Regions from separate parts of the Zea mays genome. Here region 1 is linked to region 2. The links are chromatin contacts, called in public Hi-C maps. All regions are on one chromosome and are shown on one strand. The core of a region is the stretch at or near the end of the contact, and the rest is flanking DNA. Distances in the headings are between cores, read along the strand shown. Region 1 holds the start of LOC103634831 (GDSL esterase/lipase At1g28590). Region 2 has its middle 12 kb from the start of LOC100383128.

Evidence for each region. A called contact is a pair of places that touch in the nucleus more often than the background predicts.
Region 1: a Hi-C map of bundle sheath shows a contact between it and region 2, with 2.6 times the contacts expected there. The contact joins the promoter of LOC103634831 here to the enhancer-like site in region 2. A contact is called at or near these places in 5 of 25 Hi-C or Micro-C datasets (bundle sheath, ear, leaf and 2 more).

What each region holds. Positions count from the first base shown.
Region 1 is chr8:15,284,061-15,287,096 of Zm-B73-REFERENCE-NAM-5.0, reverse strand. LOC103634831 (GDSL esterase/lipase At1g28590) reads left to right here and starts at 1,371. Exons shown (of 4, transcript XM_008657421.2): 1 at 1,371-3,036. The coding sequence starts at 3,016. It overlaps LOC100192076 (GTP binding protein), which reads right to left and starts at 1,076. Exons shown (of 2, transcript NM_001137499.1): 1 at 758-1,076; 2 at 1-588. The coding sequence starts at 824.
Region 2 is chr8:15,050,484-15,053,294 of Zm-B73-REFERENCE-NAM-5.0, reverse strand. No RefSeq gene overlaps it. Among protein-coding and RNA genes, the nearest start is that of LOC100383128, 12 kb to the right of the region's middle. Within about 2 kb of position 1,309, at least 20 of the 20 cell types and tissues checked have an H3K27ac peak or open chromatin away from gene starts, as enhancers often do. A contact at or near this core is called in bundle sheath, ear, leaf and 2 more, where this site is marked.

The sequences.
Region 1 (3,036 bases), core at 122-2,621, 230 kb before region 2:
ACCCGACCAAGTCAAGCTCAAACCCGTAATCCTTCCTCAAGTAGAACACCTCTATCGCCTCCTGCACCTTGTGCGCACCAGCGTACCGGTTCAACAGCACGGCAAACATCTTATTCGTCACGACCACCTGACGTCGCTCCTCAGGAATCTCGTCAAACAGCTGCCTCATGTGTCTGACCTTCTTCATCCGCCCAAGAATGTCCAGCATCTCGGTGTAGGCCCTTGACCCGTGGGCATACCCCGGCAGGGTTGCCGCCCAGTTGAAGAATGCCAGGGCGACCTGCCAGTTGGACCGCTGCTTCTGGAGGACCATGAGGATAATATCCTCATCCATGTGGACCGCGAACTGATGAAGAGCACCGCTGAGATCCGTGTTGTCAGCACTGGTGGACTTGAGAACCTTCAGTACCTGACTGGCGTAGACGTCCGGGAGACATTCTGACATGCCGGCAGTGGTGTGGCAGAACCTTGGTGTCCCAAGAAGCTTTCCACTCTGAACGACAACCTGGCGAAACGGTGAAGGCACGAACGCCTCTGCGGCATTGCGTCGAACGGTTGGTGGGCCAAGAACGCCAAGCCTCCTGAGAACTGCGCACAAACACCAGCATCGGCAGCGGATTAGTCCCCGTCTCCATAGAGCAGAAATTGGAATATTTTGCAGTTGGACAGAGGATTCCATCGCGTGAACGATGAACTCGTTAGATAGTAGAGTTTCCTCGGGCAATGAGAAGAGGAAGGAGGTGGACACGATGCGTACCGGTAAGGGGCTTGCTGAACCTGCAGGCAGTGGCGAGGATCGCGAACTCAAGCAGCGGCGGCGGCATCGTGCTATGCGAGGGCTAGGGCCAATTGAATAGTAGTGGTACACTTCCAGTTCCAGACAGTAGTCGGTGGAGGGCTGGAGGCGGAGGCGGAGGTGGCGGCCTCGAGAGTAGAATTCCCCGAGTTGGTTCGTCACTTTTCCACAGACTGGAGCAGGCCACGGCGATGCGCGGGCAGCGTGCGTCTCAGTTTTCGAGCGGGCGGACGGCGCTGGTCGACGGGCGATGGCGGCGCACAGTCACAGACGAGGAGACAGGGAGAGGGGAGCTCTCGCTTTGCTCGGCTACCCGGCTCGGGCCTCAGGTCCAACGTCCGAGATCTCTGAACAGAAAGCGGGATGGACTGGTGTGTAGAAATGGGCCGGCCCGCTGCAGGAGAGGTCGCATGCTGAAGTGTTCCGTACATAGCCCACCAGACGTCCAGAGAAGGTGGGGGTGGGGCCCACGTAGCCTGACTACCGGAGGAGAAATTTGTTATTTTGCCACCCTCACTTTTAGGTTTATGTTATTATGTCATCTCGTGTCTATGACAGTTAGGACCATCTATATGTATAATTTATGTGTTCAAAAATAAAACACTCGGCAAAGACTCTTTGTCGAGTGCAAAAAAAACACTCGTCAAAGAGTTTTTCGTCGAATGTTTTTTTACCGAGGGTTTTTTGCTTGGCATTCGGCAAAAAGCTTCGTTGCCGAATGCCCGAAAAAAACACTTGGCAAATCATTTGACACTCGACAAAAAGCCGAATTCCGATAGTGATACCTTTGTTCCTTCAATGCAATGGGATTTGCATTATGCTCCAAAATGCATTTTTCCTTATATTTCTTAATTTGCCTTTACAAACATCTGTGCTCATGCTCAGATGTGAAGTTGTTAGTCTATAGTAATGTGTTGAGCATATAATCACCAAAACAACTAGAAATAACCTAAGTACACATTTCCCTTTCAGTACTATAAACTACAATCAAGTGTAGAGAGCTACACCTAGTGCTAATTGCACGGTACCGAACGGAATGGACTCTAGTATCTATCGATGTAACCTATCATATATACATGACAACGGGTATGCGAGCGGCGTGTGCTAGCGAGGGATGCAGGTAGGGGTGATAATGGATCACGATCTAAATGTTTGTTCACAATAAGTTAGGACCTTTGATAATTTTTGTTCAAAATGGATAGAAATGAAGTTCGATCCTAATTTGCTTCGATCCTTAAACTATATAGTGTGAAATTTAGAACTCATTGCCACCCTAGATGCAGGTAGGAAACGCTTGGCATGAGGAGTGAACGAGGAGAGATGTCGTGCAGGAAAACGATGAAACGGTGATTGCAGTTCTTCCTGCAAAGGCCCCAATAAGGCTATGGTCAGCAGACTGCGCATATCACAGTGCAAAATATTGTTTCATATCTTTTACACTATAAATTATGTTGTTAATTTATATAGTGGAGTTTGAAATAGGAGTTTTAATAAGTAAGACTGCTCCAGATAGCTTAATGAGGGTTGGATCAAGAACTCACTTAAATCTGAGGGATATAATAGGAACGCCGCTGGAGTTATGTTTTTGGCAGCCTAACACTCGCAAGTACTAGACGAAGGGAAAAAAATCATACCTGCAGCAGGCCTGTGTTACCTCGTTGGTTTTAGTTGGGCCTAATTCGTAAGAACAAATAAGAGCCCACTGTGTCGCCTGCATGCAGGAAGGAAGAAGGATGATCCTGTGGCCAGTGGCCACCCGAGCAGGAGCTGGCGAGCTGCTCACACTGTGCCAAGGGCTGAGAAAGCTGCGCCAATCCTGGGGTTCTAGATATTGACTTGAAGCTTTCCTCTTAAAAGTTTTGTAGAAGAAGAAAACAAGGAAGAGAAAATCATAACAAATCGACAGGGAAGGGCGATATATGGAATAAAAATAGTAAATGCTATTAGTATTTACATTCATGTAGACAATACTTATAGTATATATACAGCTTATGGCTATACTTTATAATTTTCAATGACCAGATGCCAAAAACGCACATAAGATCTTATTCTCTGTTTAGTTATTTCCGTTTCAAATAGTAAGGAAGTCATTGATGATCCGCCAAATGTTCTCTATAAAAAGACTCAGATACAAGTTCTTCGGAAGTATTCTCTGTCTTTTGTCTTGAGATTGAGAAGTACAGAAAGCAGCCCTTTGTTGTTCGTCAGGACAAAGAACAATGCAGCACGTAATCCTTTGC
Region 2 (2,811 bases), core at 60-2,559:
TAGATTCTAACAATGGTATCAGAGCCGTCCTAAGAACCCTAGATCTCCTAATCCGCATCAGTTTTATGAGATCACAGAAAAGTCTCAGATCAACATGATTGAACTATTTTTTTTCGTTTATCACCCGAGAACAGATAGATTAAAATAGAAAGAATATTTTTTATCTCTCGGGTTAGGGTTTACCTAACCCTAAATCTAGGGTTTTGGCCACTAACAGAGATTTGGTCTCGGCCAAACCCAGAAGATTCGAGATAGTAAAAACAGATCGATGTTTTAGGGTTAGGGTTTAATAACCTAACCCTAATCAGTTTTAAATCTGGGTCAACAGAGATCACAGTGGCTCGGGATCTTTTACATCCACGGCCTAGATGGCAGAACAGATTAGAAAAGGTACAGAAAATCATCACAGAAAAAAATAACAGAAATAACGCAAGATCTCGGATCTACGTTTTATCAACTCATAACTCGATCCCGAATATTACATTAGATCCATTTCTTACATTCATTCACAGTGGAGGATTCGAGTAAATGAGGACTAGATCCGAGTTCAAAGGTTGAAGACGGTTATAAAACCGACTCAATTTTTTCGACCCGACGTTTTGGACCATCGTCAGCTCCCAGCCGACAGCGGCTCACCCGCCCGCGGGGATGCGCGGGGATGAGCTCACCAGCGGCAAGGTCTGCGGGGTCCGGTCCTCAAGTCTCCATAGGGCCAGCGGCTGAGGTCACTAGCACGAGCTGCTCGGAATAATTAAATAAAAACAGAGAGCAGCTCGGTGCACAATAACAGAGAGAGAAGGGATAGCTTGCCGACGGCTGAACAGAACGCCTTAAAAAAATGAATAGACGGTGAGCTGAAGGCAAGAACAGAGAGAAAAGACAGTGCCGGTCGAGTTCAAATGCACAGTGCCATTGACCGGTTCTCCCTGGCGGCCGAGTACTAGTGCGGCCAGAAGAAATAAAAAGAACAGTGAGAAGCAAAAATCTCTCTGTGGCGCACAGCCCAGCTGAAGGGATTGGTCGGCCAGGAACCAGAATTTTATGGCGGCTGAAGTTCTGCGTGGCTGAGAGAGAAAATAGAATACAGAGAGAGGAGGAGAGGCGCCGTCGGCCAATAGATCCTGGCGGCCGGCCAGATTTTTTTGTGGCGCCTGGGGAAAGAAGTAGAATGGTTAGGGTTTTTCCCTAGGGTCCGATTTTACCGCAATATATAACCAGCATGCGCAAGAATCTGAGCCGTTGATCTAGCTGAACGGCCAGAATCTCGGCGGGTGGTAAAGAGCGCCCCGCATGGGCCAAAAGCGCGGCCCAGGCCCAGGTTGTGGCCTAGGCGCGCGGCCGCTCCCCTGCTGGCGCTTGAGTGGGCCGCCTAGGCTGGGCCTTAAGGCCGCCCAGGCCGAAATGGCCTCCAAATTTTTTTCATGGTTTTTTTTTAATTCCTGGAATTAGAAAACCAGAAAAGAAATAAGAAAAATAGTGCAGAAAATTCAGAATTATCTTTTTTTAGTTATAGAAAATTACAGACATATTTATGGACTATTTTATTCCGCTACGTACTTTGGTACTTTTATTTATATATATTTTATGCAATTCTCAGTTGATTATGAAACCAACGTGGATTAATTATTGTTTTGAATTGCATAGAATTCAGAAAATTTGTGGTAACGGAATATTTTAACCAACGTTAGATATTGTTACCACATTTTGAACAGAAGTATATATATTCTAGATCATCCAACGATGGTTTTAGAATTTTAGAACCAGATTATTATTTGTTTTTCTATGCATTATTGTTTATTATGAAGCCTACGTGGATTAATTCTCTTTAAGTGCATAGAAATTCAGAATTTTTGTGGTAATTGAATATTTTGACCAACGTCGAATATTATTGCCACATTTTATACAAGAATCAAGTTTTCTAGATCATCCAACGATGGTTTAGAATTTTAGAACAAGAAATTTTTGTAGACCAGACATGGTTATTATTTGACCAACGTCGAATATTTAATTCATGCAAGTTCTATGTTTCAGTATTTACTTCAGATGTCCTAAATATTTTCTGTTTTACTTTGCAAAAGTGCACATATTGGCCTACTAGTTGGTCAGATAAGGTATATTAAACCGCTATGTGGTATTTATTATCACTTATGGCGGGAAAAGATTTAAATGATAACTACAGTGAATGAAATAGATTCCTCACTGTGGTTTAAGAAACCCACTAAGCCTACAGTAGGCTCACCTTAGGATGACCTTAAGATGGCGCAGTACATCATCTATAAGGTCAACTGAAAAAGATCCAAGTGTAATGTACTTGGTCATAATAAGAGTCTCATCCAGGATCTTATTGAGGGTGCTATTCCAGAATATGAGACATTTCATGATCAGTAAAACACCTGTCTAAATGGACAAGTGCTATATAGATCAACTCGTGACATAGTTTGTCTAGAAGGAGGAAAGGTTGATAAGTCAAATAAGTGATTCTATCAATCTTCCCAAACTAAGAATCCTCAAACAGAACAAGACCTCTAAGAAAGGTTCAAGAATAAGATCAAACATGATCACGATGTTTTCTATATGCAACAATCAGACTGTTTCTCAGATCCCCTGAGACCTGCCTCTATTGCAAGAAGACAGGGCATACAATAGAAAGTGTTCAGAATTCCTGCAATAGATGCTACAGAATGCAATTCCGTACAAACCTAAGGCTCCCAGAGGGCTGAAAACAGTTATAGTGGTTAACGAAAAGCAAGCAGACACTTAACTTCAGTTTCGTGAATAGACAATCAGCACATCCACTATCACTTCGGTGAC